Regions from separate parts of the Sus scrofa genome. Here region 2 is linked to region 1. A link is a contact called in public Hi-C data. All regions are on one chromosome and are shown on one strand. The core of a region is the stretch at or near the end of the contact, and the rest is flanking DNA. Distances in the headings are between cores, read along the strand shown. Region 1 holds the start of ANKRD33 (ankyrin repeat domain-containing protein 33). Region 2 overlaps SCN8A (sodium channel protein type 8 subunit alpha).

Region 1 (6,791 bases), core at 1,844-4,343:
GTCGTTCTAGGAGAGATGGGGTGGCCTGAGCCTGGGCCTGGGCCACAAGCCCGGGCAAAGCTGGCCACTCGGGTTGGTAATGCTGGCTCAGCTGTTCCACTTGGGGCCGTCGCAGCAACTGCCGGATCCTCTGTACTGTGTCGAAGCTGTCGGTCAGAAATGCCCACTCCAGGGCCGTCTTGCCTCGGACAGGATCCACTGCAGTCAGGTCAGCACCTGGGGAGGGCACAGGGGTGACATGGGGTGGGATCGGTGCCTTGCAGAAGGACAGATGCTTTTAGGAGCAGGACTGATTTGAGTTAGATGCAAAACCAGAGGCCCACCCTGCTGCAGCTGGAATCAGGCCCTCAGGGGCTGCAGTAGCACCGACGGACAGTACCAGCCCCAGACCCCAACTTCCGGTTTAGGATCCCAACTTCCGGTTTGATTGGCGAAAGGAGTCCAGTGAGGGGGACCGACCAGGGATACTTACTCCAGGTCTCCAAACATGGGGCAGACTAGAGACCTCCTGAACCAAGGCGCTGACCAGAAGGTGTGTGGGGGTTGCTCAGGATGGGGGGAGGTCCGAGCTGCACCCTCTGGGGCAGGTGGAGGGAGGGAGTCCTGCTGGTTCCCTCTTCTGACTCTTCCTTTCATCACTACACCCCCCAGTCCTGGGGGTGGGGAGTAGCAGTTACTCTTCCACAAAGGAGGGGATGTAGAGCTTCCTCCCTTCTCACCTCAAACCCAACCGAATAGGATGGGAAAGGGCAAAGCCGGAGGCTGGGGTCCCCCAGGGTGACCCACAGAGGGAACCCCCAGCTCAGAGAGTAGCACGGCCTGGAGACTCCACAGTGTGGACTTCACCCCAGAACAACGCTGTCACAGTCACATGTCTCAATCACACATCCCTGCATTCCTGGAACCCTGGTTTGTCAGAGCTGGAGATCAGCCCAGAGAAGGCCATTGACCTCATTACACTGGTGAGGCCCAGAGAGGAAAGCCACCTGCCCAGGGTCACTCAGCGGGCAGCAGAGCCAGGATGGGCACCAAAGAGTCTGGTTCCAGATAACAATCTTTTTTTTTTTTTTTGTATTAGGTTCTCCAGCCAGTCTAGGTTATCCTCCCAAGTTTTCTTTTCTGGGACTGCCATTCACCACTTAAACAGAGCTATCAGGAGCTGGACTTTGTTGCTGGTGAGAAGCTCCAGCACACTCTCCTCCTCCAGGAAGTCAGCCTAGATTGATCCTCCATCCACCTCTCTCCTCTCTGCAACTATGACAGCTGACTTAGTGCCTGGTGGGGAGGTGTGGGGGAGGAACTGGAGGCCACACAACATCCTGGTCCCCATGCACCTGCCATGAGGAGGGCAGCCACGCATTCCGAACGGTCCCGCATGGCAGCCTTCATCAGCGCTGTCAGCCCCCGCTGGTCCCGGCGCTCCAGGTCAAGGCCCGCGTAGTAGTTGATCAGGAAACTCACCAGAGGCACGTGGCCTGCAGGGCACCAAGGGCAGAGCTTGGCTACCCAGGAAAGGAATGACAAAGCCCCAGATCCACTCTCCACCCAACACGGCAGTGGCAGTGTCAGAGTGAGAGAACATTGGTGCAAAGAGTGTGGGCTGTGGCCTTGGTCTGGCGGGTAGAGGGTGGGGTCAGCAGCCTCTTACCTGCTTGGGCAGCCAGCATGAGGGCTGTGTCCCCCTCTTTGTCCTGCTGGTTCACATCCAGGAAAGGACAGCGGCTGAGCAGAGCCACGACACTCCGGAAGCCATGGTAGCATGCGACCATGAGGCCTGTCTGGGGGAGGGGCAGCTCAGCCCCCGTGCTTCCCTCCTGGAGCTTCTTGGGGGCCCTGGGCCCTTTAAATCCACATCTGACCCAGGGATGTCCCAGTTCCTGTGAAGACCCACTCTCTCCCTTCCTCCTGAGGACCCAGGCAGTGGATGCCATCCTGAAATTCCCAGGACGAGTGGGGTGACTCACCCTCCCATTGCCGTCCACCTGGGTGGCCTCCTCTGGGGAGACCCCATCATCCAGGATGGCTTGGAGCTGGGCAGAGTCATTTCGGACACAGGCCCAGTACAGGGCCCCCAGCGTGCAGCCTGGGATAGAGGCATCAGACACGTCCAGCCCTCCCCTCGGCAATGGCAGCTCCTCCTCTTCCATGCTGGGGGCAAGAAGGCGGGTTTCCCCCCTTCAATGCAGCTGGCATCTATAACACAGAATGAGGGGAATGGTGTCCCTCTGAATCCTGGGACATGTCTCAGCATCTGTGACTCACCCCAATGGCCCAAGGAAGAGTCCTTTCCTACTGGAGTGTCCCATCCCATTCACCCTGGAGAAAGGACATGCCGGTGGCAGGGAAGCAGAGTGGCAGGAGCCCTAAGAGGGTAGAAGTCACTATAAGTGAGGATCCTGGTGAGATTCAGGGAGAGCGGCAGTTCCCTTTTTCCCAGGGGACCTTACCTGGGGTTTGGAGGCTCCCTAGGAGGTAGCCATTGCTGGGACTCACAGTAAGCCCCAGACTCCTGAGAGCACTCACCGGGTCTCTGGAGCGCCTCAAGGTGGACTCTCCCCCCCAGGAAGCAACGCAGGTAACAGATGGCTCGACTTAACGGAAAGAGCTGCCTCAAACACCTCGGGGCTGAGCTGGATCAAGCCGGGTTAGTTAGGGATGAGGTGCAGGGCGGGGCAGGTGCTCTCCCCTCCCCAAGCCGACAGAGCCCCGCCCCACGAGCCTGCCTAGAGTGGGCGGGGCCCGAGTCCGAGTGGCTCCTCCCCCGAGGAGGGGGCTCTGAGAGTAAGATCCGCCTCTCCTGCAAACTCACACCTTCGGCCCCCTTCGGAGACCAGCTCCAAACCCACGCTTTGAAGAGTGGAGCCGGGCTTGGCAGGGGGGGTAGGGGTGGGAGAGGCTGTAAGTCACACACCTCTCTAAAGAGGGTGACTGGGACGGGCATAGGGGCCCCAGGGGTCACCTGGATCTATTTTTTTAGATTCTGGGGAAATTAAAGCATAAAGAATTGCTTAATTAGGGTACAGAAATTATGATATATTCAGTTTAATGGATTAGTTTGATGTGGTACATTAAATATAAAATATTTAAATTATATTCACATGTAAATGAATTATTTTGATTATTCAAATCAAACTATGGTTTTCATTATTTATTTATTTATTTATTTATTTTAATGGAAGGTTTTATTTTATTTTTTTGTCTTTTCTAGGGCCGCACCTGCGGCATATGGAGGTTCCCAGGCTAGGGGTCTAATCAGAGCTGTAGCTGCTGGCCCACACCACAGCTCACGGCAACGCCAGATCGTTAACCCACTGAGCAAGGCCAGGGATCAAACCTGCAACCTCATGGTTCCTGGTCGGATTAGTTAACCACTGAGCCATGACAGGAACTCCCATTATTTATTAAATTAATAAAATTATTATTAAATTATTCTTTAAGTTAAATTACCTTTTTTTTTTTTTTTTTTTTTGTCTTTTTGCCATTTCTAGGACCGCTCCAGTGGCATATGGAGGTTCCCAGGCTAGGGGTGTAATCGGAGCTGTAGCCGCCGGCCTACACCAGAGCCACAGCAACATGGGATCGGAGCTGCGTCTGCAACCTACACCACAGCTCATGGCAACACCGGATCCTTAACCCACTGAGCGAGGCCAGGGATGGAACATGCGTCCTCATGGTTCCTAGTCATGATTTCCACTGATCCACAATGGGAACTCGATGACACATATATTCGTGACAACATACATTTCATTGAAAAAAGTAGTGGTGGTTTGTTTTATTTTAACTCACACCTTAGATTGTGCTACAGAGCTTATTGTGTTCGTTCTTTTCACTCAGTGCTGTTTTGGGGGTTGGTCCTTGCTGCTTTTTATGCAGTGTATCAGTCAGGTGTTGTAACCAAAAACTGACCTCAGGGGTGTGGTTGCTGCCATAGGCTGGCTGCTCAACCTGCTTCCAAAACTGTAAAAGCTGGAAAGGTATAATGACACTTCCCAGATTCTTGTGAGCTAGGAATCTGTGATTTAAGTTCTGCTTTTGTGTAAGACACAAATTTGGAATAGAGCTAAGTAGCATGGGACATCCGTTTTGCTGTCACAAATTGTGACAGATACGGTTGGGGGGGTCTAGTGAGCAGTTTCCTGATTCGTCAGCTTCCTGTAGTAGTGACTTGTTTTCTGGATCACAGGCAGAGGTCATGTGCCTCTCAAAGCTGGGAGTTGTTCCCAGACCTAGAGCCTGCTTCTTTATTTAAACTAGCCAGATTTATTTCTGTTACCAGTAATTAAACCCTAACTGACATGTGTGGCTTAAACAAGTAGAGGTTTATTCTTCATACAAGATAAAAAGTTCAAAGATAAGAAGCTGTTGGTGTTGACTGAGTAACTCGATGATGTCAGGGCCTTCTCTGGGAGTCTCTTGGCTTTTCCTCATGGTCACAATATAGCTGCTGTACCTCTAGCCATCACAGTAAAATGTGGTGAAGGGACACTGTGGACTCTATGCAGCAGTTGGAAGAAATCTACGAGATGATGGGTCAGACATCTCTGATTAAATGATACACTCCCTATCCATAACCCTCTTCTCTCTGGTCACCTTTTGGTCAGGTGTGACCAGTTAACACAGTTTTGGCCAATGAAATGCAAGCAGCAGTCTGATGGGGGAGGCTCCTTGGAAAATCTTTGCTCTCTTGATAAAAGGTATGGTGTGTCCCTTTTAACCTTTCTTTCTTCCCTCTTATTCCTGCTGCATAGGATGCCATAGTGTGCATCCATCACATCTGACTTATCTGCTCTTCCAAAGGTGGACCCCTATGCTGCCTCCAACTTCATGCCACTACAAATACTGCAGGGACCATCCTTGTATATATCTAGCTGTGGACCCAAAAGAGAGCATCTCAGAGTCTGCTGGGTCATAGGGCATAGGGTACATACATTTTTATTGGCCACCTGCTCCCAGATTGCTCCCTATTTTAGTGACCCACCAAGAGTGCGTAAAAGTATCTCAAATCCTTGCCAACACTTGAACTTATTCAGCCTTCTAGTTTTTATCAGTCTGATGGTACAGAACTATAAAAGGATTTTTTTTTTCTTTTTCGGCCTCCCTGAGGCATATGGAGTTCCCAGGCCTGGGATCAGACCTATGCTGCAGCTGTGGCAATGCCAGATCCTTTAATCCACTGTGCTGGGCTGGGGATCAAACCCATGTCCTGGCGCTGCAGAAACACCACCAATCCTGTTGCACCACAGTGGGAACTCCATGCTTTATTTTATTTATTTTTTTGCCATACTTGTGACATATGGAATTTCCTGAGCCAAGGATCGAACCCACATCACAACAGTGGCTGGAGCTGCTGCAGTAACAACTCTGGAGCTTTAACCTACTGCATCACAGGGGAACTCCCTATCCTGTCTTTTTTATTGAGTTTTCAGGAATTTCTGTTAATATTCTAGATAATAAACCCTTGTCTTTTTTTGCCTTTTCTAGGACCACTCCCATGGCATATGGAGGTTCCCAGGCTAGGGGTCCAATTGGAGCTGTAGCCACCAGCCTACGCCAGAGCCACAGCAACGCAGGATCCGAGCCGCGTCTGCGACCTACACCACAGCTCACGGCAACGCAATCTCATGGTTCCTAGTCGGATTTGTTAACCACTGTGCCAAACAGGAACTCCAGGGAACTCCTTATTTTTAATATTTAGTCTTTAATCCATCTGGAAATTACTTTTCTATATGGTATGAGAAAGAGATCTGTTATGAACTTAATTGTGCCCCCCTCAAATTCATACGTTGGAATTCCTGTTATGGCTCAGTGGAAAGTACCCAACTAGCACCCGTGAGGACCAGGTTCGATCCCTGGCCTTGCTCAGTGGGTTAAGGATCCGGCGTTGCCATGAGCTGTGGTGTAGGTCGCAGATGCAGCTTGGATCTGGCATGGCTATGGCTGTGATGTAGGCCGGCAGCTACAGCTCTGATTCGACCCTATCCTGGGAACTTCTATATGACACAGGTACTGCCCTAAAAAGGTGAAAATAAAATAAAATATAAAATAAATAAATAAAAATTCATATGTTGAAACGTTAACCCCTGATGTGACTGTACTTGGAGATAGAGAGGTACTTATTATTAAATGAGGTCATAGGGCAGGATCCTGATCTGACAGGACTGCTGTCCTTTTTTTTTTTCTTTTTTTTTTTTTTTTTTTTTTCTTTTTTCTTTTTGTCTTTTCTAGGGCCGCTCCCATGGCATATGGAGGTTCCCGGGATTGGGATCGAATCGGAGCTGTAGCCGCCGGCCTACGCCAGAGCCACAGCAACGCGGGATCCGACCAACGTCTGCGAACTAGACCACAGCTCACGGCAATGCTGGATCCTTAACCCACTGAGCGAGGCCAGGGATCGAACCCGCAACCTCATGGTTCCTAGTCGGACTCGTTTCGACTGTGCCACGACGGGAACTCCAGGACTGCTGTCCTTTTAAGAAAAGGAAGAGACACCAGAGCATGTGTTCTCTCTCCTTTCTCCCTCCACCACGCCTGCTCCCATGTGGGCACAATGGAAAGGCCATGTGAGGATATAGTGAGAAGACAGCCATCCACTACAAGCCAGGGAGGGACCTGTCACCAGAATCCAGCCTTGCAGGCACCAAGATACAATGTTGATTTTATCACTCCAACTTTGCAGTGTGTATGACGACCTGAGGGAGTGACCTTTTCAGCTGCACCTGTGGCCTATGGCAGTTCTCAAGCCAGGGATAGAATCCCAGCCACGGCTGTGACCCACGCTGCTGTATTGACAA
Region 2 (6,206 bases), core at 912-3,411, 120 kb after region 1:
TGCTTACGGGAAGCTACTTGAGGATGTCATTATCCTTTCAGAGTCATTGTAGTATTAAATTACATTAAATACATTAAAAAATCATCCTCAACTTATGACCAATGTCCAACAACTAATGTCAATACAATTTTTTAAAACATTATTTTATTCTTGTTTTCTGGAAGGATAGAAGAAATGAGGAGAGCCATTTTTAAAAACGGAGAAATTCTTGCCATTTCAGGGCAATGCTCCGATGCAGAAATAGGCTCACCAGCAAATCCCAAGCAGACCTCAGAAGAGCCCCTGGGAATCCTTCTTCCTCATCTTTTAGATGAACCACTATCTTCCGAGGAACATCCTAAAACTGACTCCAGTTTGTTGACTGATTTTAAAAACGACTCTCTACATTAGGCAGTTAGCAGAAAAGTTTTCAAGATTTCAGTAGCTAAGCCAATAAGCAGCCAACGGAAGTTGAGAGTAGAATATAGCTAAGGACTTAAAAAAAAAAAATCACGAGATTAACTTATGCAAAACTCTTTCTAGCAGCTGCAAGACAGGAAATGTAAAAAGAAATGGGAGAAATATGGAATACCAATCGGAAAGATCGCAGCACTGAAAGCCCCTCCACGTCTGCTAGACTCAGTTCCATTAAACTGAGGGAGACAATAAATCCGTCAAAAATGTTCCAACCTTCTTGGAAATAATAGTAGGGATCCATGGCTATGAGCTTCAGGAACATTTCCGCTGTGAAAATTCCAGTGAAAACCTAAAGAGCAGAAGGCAGGCGTAAGAAAAAGCACAAGAAAGAAAACGCCTTTATCATTTAACTTTGATTACGACACATCCAAGAAGCCGCAAGAGCCAGCCTTGACTAAATCCTCCATCTGAGGACAGCAACACTCAGATGTCCCCTGACCACGCCGCACGATGCGGGAAAGTCTTCTTACTTCCCCTGAATCAAGTACTCAGCCCGGCGCCCCCATCTTTGTTGCCAGAACTCCTCAATGCACGTCGTTCAAGACTGCAGTTTAAACATGATTCTAAGCAACGGGGAATATCACACAAGTGACTGACTCCTCAAGGGTCGGCCAGCATCTGAGTGGGTATGTTTGGGATGTTGTTAAAAAAATTGCGGAGTTCCCGTCGTGGCGCAGTGGTTAACGAATCCGACTAGGAACCATGAGGTTGCGGGTTCGGTCCCTGCCCTTGCTCAGTGGGTTAACGATCCGGCGTTGCCGTGAGCTGTGGTGTAGGTTGCAGACGCAGCTCGGATCCCGCGTTGCTGTGGCTCTGGCGTAGGCCGGTGGCTACAGCTCCGATTGGACCCCTAGCCTGGGAACCTCCATATGCCGCGGGAGCGGCCCAAGAAATAGCAACAACAACAACAACAACAAAAGACAAAAAAAAAAAAATTGCACTCTCTGTGTTATAACTATATGAGAATTAGTCCTGACTTGACATTATGCGTCTTCTCAAACACAGACATAATCTGCTGCAGGGTTTCTTTCTTTCTTTCTTTTTTGTCTTTTTAGGGCCGTACACGCAGGATGTGGAGGTTCCCAGGCTAGGGGTCCAATAAGAACTGCAGCTACTGACCTACACCACAGCTCACAGCAAAGCTGGATCCTTAACCCAATGGGCAAGGCCAGGGATCAAACCCGCATCTTCACAGACGCTAGTTGGGTTCACTAACCGCTGAGCCACGACGGGAACTCCAGGGTTTCTTATTTTCAGTGGTAAAAGCAATGGGACACAGCTAAACATGTGCAAACTACAGGAGATCCATTCATAGTCTCACCACCTTACAAACGCTTATTATTTTAATGCTACTGTTTAATGTCCTTTTCTGTTAAGCTAAATCAAAGTTCATAGTGCAAGTTAAGCTTCTACAGAAGGGATATCACTCGCAGTGAGTCAGGAAAGTAGGGGCAGCTCATCAGCTCCCGACACACAGTTTACCCTCAGCGTGAGCCCATCAAAGGTTTCTTTACGGAGCAACATGAACCCGCTTTATACACACTAAGCAGAGACTGAATGTGCTGTCCCCTTGGTTCCTGGCGAACACACAGAAGTGCTTAGTAACAGGCACGAGCTGAATGACCTGAGAATACCTATACTGTGGGAACTCTGGCTCCTGAGAGAAGATCAATGACACGGTCACGTGGTGTGGCCTTTCAAAGGGTGGACTGGCCTCTGGCTGCCTGGTAGGAAGGCCTGAGACTGACACCAGCAACTGTGTTGTTTCAACACACACAGTGGGCTGCCCTCGTTTGGGGCTTGGGAGAAAATAAATCTGTAACTATTGGTTGCATGAAAGAATTACTTTTTTAAAAACAGAGGAGACTAGATTTAAGGTTCTCCCTTTGATGTTATTTTTATTTGCACCGTGATATGCTTCTTGAGGAGGAGAAAAAGGAATTACAAGCAGCACATCAATAACTGTATATAAATGTCACTCTTGTGAATGTCATCAAGTATTCACCTGAGAATTTATGTTCTAGTACCGCAGCTCTCAAAGTGTACTGGGGGATCCTTGGGTCCCTAAGACCCTCATGGGGTATGAAGTCTTCTTCTCTTTCCAACTACATATCTGTGTGAGGCCAGGTTTTCATCTTTCACTTTAAGCAAAATAATATATAGCGATGGATTAAGTACAGAAGCAGATAAATCTAGGTATCTTCTACTAAACCAGACACGAAGAGTTCCCTGGTAGCCTAGCAGTTAAGGGTCTGGCATTGCCACTGCTGTGGCTTGGGTAACTGGTGTGGCGTGGGTTTGACCCCTGGCTTGGGAACTTCTGTATGCCGCAGGCATGGCCGAAACAAAACACAACCAAAAACTCAAACACACAAAACACTAGACATGACAGAGATTTGCAAAAATGCCAAACAATCCATTTTTTTCCTTCAGAAAATATTTTCCCCCATAAAATGTTATTTACATAACTGTGTAATGGATATATGATTGTGATTTAAAAATAAGTATTTAAGATTTTTGTTGGTTTTAATTTCAAATATGGTAAATATGAAAAGATAACTCACATAAATGAAAGCGCTTTAGCTCTTTTTAAGAGAATAACAGGGCCCTAAAACCAAAAAAAGATGGAGAAGTCTGTTCCAATCAAATGCTCTGAATTCACAGGCAGCATATGTTTCTAGTTTGGACAAGCCCCTGGCACCGGCCTGAGAACATAATGCCAGGGCAGCAGGCAAGGTCTCCGGTGCCCTGAGACTGGGGGTCAGCCTGGGGCCTGGGAAGGGTAGGGGGAAGCAGCACACCTCCTCTGTCCTCTGCCACAACTGCGTCTGCAGACAAATCAGGCTCCTCTGGGAGCCTTTCGGATTTGTTTGCCCCTGTCTCCTCCCAGGAGGCCGAGGAGCTCCTGCTCTGTAGTCCTTCCAAAGAGGATGAAATTCAATTTGACAAAAGCCCTGTGTGTACTGCAGTGGAGACAGGGAAAAACCAACATGTGACCATGAAAAATAGCAGATCCTTGGGAACTCGGTCACCCTGAGGTCGGGTGACCCAAGTGGTTGTAATACTGAGATTCGTCTGGTTTTAGTGCTCAAAGTCCTCCATCCTGGGTGGACAAGGTGATCCACTTGTACTGGCTTGCTCAGAACTGCCCCACTTTTAAGGGAAAGTTCTATGTCCCAGGAGCCCCGTCAGATCTGTGCAGACTAGAATGGCTGCTTATCCAAATGAAAGATCCAGGCACAAAGACTAAAATATCAGGAAGTAGGTTTCTAAAAAGCGTATGTATAAGGGGCTACAGGGACACAGATCAAAGAAAAATTAAAATCTGGAAAGAATTCCTTTTGGTTGAAAATCTAGTTAAACTGTAGTTACTTTACCACATAACATTCATGTGTATTTGGTAAAGGAGGAAAAACAACTTCCTGTTTTTCTTTTTTGGCTTAGATTCTCGGAAATTAAACTTACATGTCAGGTTAAGCTTTCACCCTTCCTTCCAGACCCCCTCCTCTCAAGAGATTTAGTCCTAAAGCTCTTATCTACATGGTGGGGGGCCTGGGGCAGCTGAGAAGGAGGGCTGCCTAGGGTGGGCTGTCAGAGCCTATGTAGGCCATGGAGGGTGCCCACTGGGGGCCAGTCCAGTGTCTGCGTGGGATGGCTGCCCAGCACAGGGTGCGAAGGCCTGAGGACGGCTGGAGAGTGCCCACGCTGGAGCGGGTAGGAGACTGGGCAGAGAGGGTTAGAGCTTAACCAGGTGGAGAGGGCATCCTCAGGGGGAGGACGGCTTGATGTGGGGTGTCAAAGCCTGAGAGGGCTCAAGAAAGTGTCCACACAGACAGCTGGCCCAGGGAGGCGTGTCAGAGCCAAGCAGGGTGAGGGGCACGTGGCCTGGCATCAGGAGTTAGCTACAGAGCCAGGCGAGGAGAGCTTCCGGGTGGAAGGACGGCCTGAGTGGGGGGAGGTGGGGAGGGGCGGGTCCCTGCAGGCGGGCAGCAGGGAGCAGAGAGTCAGAGCCTGAGCAGGGCAAGGGGGGAGGCCCGGCGTGGGGTGTCTGAGTCCAAGCAGGATGCAGAGAGCTTCTATGGTGGGGGAACCCTGGTGTAGGGTGGGGAGGGGTATACTGAGAGGCGTTCAAGGAGTTCGAGTGGGGTATGGAAAACGAGGGGGTGTGGGGTGGCCCGGCCTGGGTGTCGGCCTGAGACGTGTGAGGAGGGGTCGACATGAAGGATGCTGTGTGGATGCCGGAGGCCCAGCATGGGGTTCAGAGCCTGCCCCGGGGAGAGGACACCCAACGTTGGAAGAGGTAATGGTGGCTTTTTAAAAAAAACGATCAAAGGTCGCCTACTAAAGACAGTGGCGACCAGGTTTCTTTCTGTTGGTGAAGGAGTTACAAACACAGAAAGGGGAAACCAGAAAGAACCATGTAGTGCCCCTGTGCCGAGAGGCATCGCGCTCTGGCAGACCTGGATTTCTAAATGTCGGCTTCCACTAAAACAAGGGCTGCGTGAGAAACGGCTGATTCCAGGCCTGAGACTGGAAAGATATAAAGTCAGCCTGGAATATATCTGCAAAAACAAAGAAGCAAGGAGGAGATGCTGAAAGGACACAGAAGCCACCTTGAAGGGACTCCCACTGGCCAGATCGGGAACCGTTTAAACACCCAAGTACATGATGGGGACGGATTAAAACCCACTGACTAAAACCGAAAACCACGAGTCCACACTGACATTAGTAAATAAAAGAATCAATCACATTTAACGAAAAATAAGAAATTGAGATCGTTTCAAAGTGTCTTCCTCACGAATGCTTATTAATTATAAACAGGAAAAGAATAACTTTACAGGAAAGAAGCCTGGCAGACCTCTCCTTAATCAAGTCATCAAGTGATCAGCGGCAGAAATGGGACGGAAGGAAATCGTGCCACCTGGCAGATGCGATGAGAGGAAGATGGCCTCGCTTGTGGGACAGTCCTGCCAAAGGCATCACCTGAGTCTAATCAGGAGGAGGTACTGGACAAACCCAGATTGAGGGGATTCTACGAAAGAACTGGCTCGTCATCTTCAAACGTGATACATTTGACCTTGATAAGGTCATGGAAGTTGAAGACAGAGGCGCTCTCCTGGGCTGGAGAAAGTTAGAGATATGAGAGCTAAATGCAGGGGTAACTCTGGAACAGCTTCCTCCCTATTACTGGGATTATTGGCACAATTTCAAGGGGCCTGAGAATGAGAAGGCAGGGATGCGCCATGGTAATTTCCCGATTTTGGCAGTTATATCATGGTTGTGTAGGAGAATGTGCGTGTTTATAAAAAACGCGCTAAAGTATTTGGGGGTGACAGGCTGTGTCAGCAACTTACTCTCAAAAAATAGCTTTTTGTACTGTACTTGAAACGTCTGTAAGATTGAGTTGTTTAAAAAAAAAACAACTGCTTTTTAAAAAAAAATGAGCGTTGCAACATTTATTTCAGGTTCTCTTGTTTTTTGTTATGTTTTGCTTTTCGTATTTTTTTTTTTTTTTCTTTTTCAGCACATAGGCAGTATGTGGGAATTCCTGGGCCAGGGATTGAACCTATGCTGCATGGCAGCAACCAGAGCCACAGCAGTGAGAATGCTAGGCCATCAGAGAACTCCCTAAAAAAACCCCACCTTATAAACTCACTGCTGTATTCAAATGGCTGCAAAAAAAAAAAAAAAAAAGTCATTACCTTTATCTACTAAGCGATACAAAGTTGTAGAAGTCACCTAGCCTCCCT

What was found. A called contact is a pair of places that touch in the nucleus more often than the background predicts.
Region 2: a contact with region 1 is called in a Hi-C map of liver, with 3 times the contacts expected there. The contact joins the enhancer-like site here to the promoter of ANKRD33 in region 1. A contact is called at or near these places in 5 of 47 Hi-C or Micro-C datasets (fetal skeletal muscle, liver, omental adipose tissue and 2 more) and 1 of 2 datasets of contacts at active chromatin or transcription factors (skeletal muscle).

Annotation. Positions count from the first base shown.
Region 1 is chr5:17,243,642-17,250,432 of Sscrofa11.1, reverse strand. ANKRD33 (ankyrin repeat domain-containing protein 33) reads right to left here and starts at 3,093. Exons shown (of 5, transcript XM_021091670.1): 1 at 2,524-3,093; 2 at 1,649-2,193; 3 at 1,335-1,475; 4 at 1-216. The coding sequence starts at 2,147.
Region 2 is chr5:17,127,321-17,133,526 of Sscrofa11.1, reverse strand. It overlaps SCN8A (sodium channel protein type 8 subunit alpha), which reads right to left. Exons shown (of 27, transcript XM_021091665.1): 15 at 572-745. Among named protein-coding and RNA genes, the nearest start is that of FIGNL2, 79 kb to the left of the region's middle. Within about 2 kb of position 2,161, at least 6 of the 83 cell types and tissues checked have an H3K27ac peak or open chromatin away from gene starts, as enhancers often do. A contact at or near this core is called in fetal skeletal muscle and liver, where this site is marked.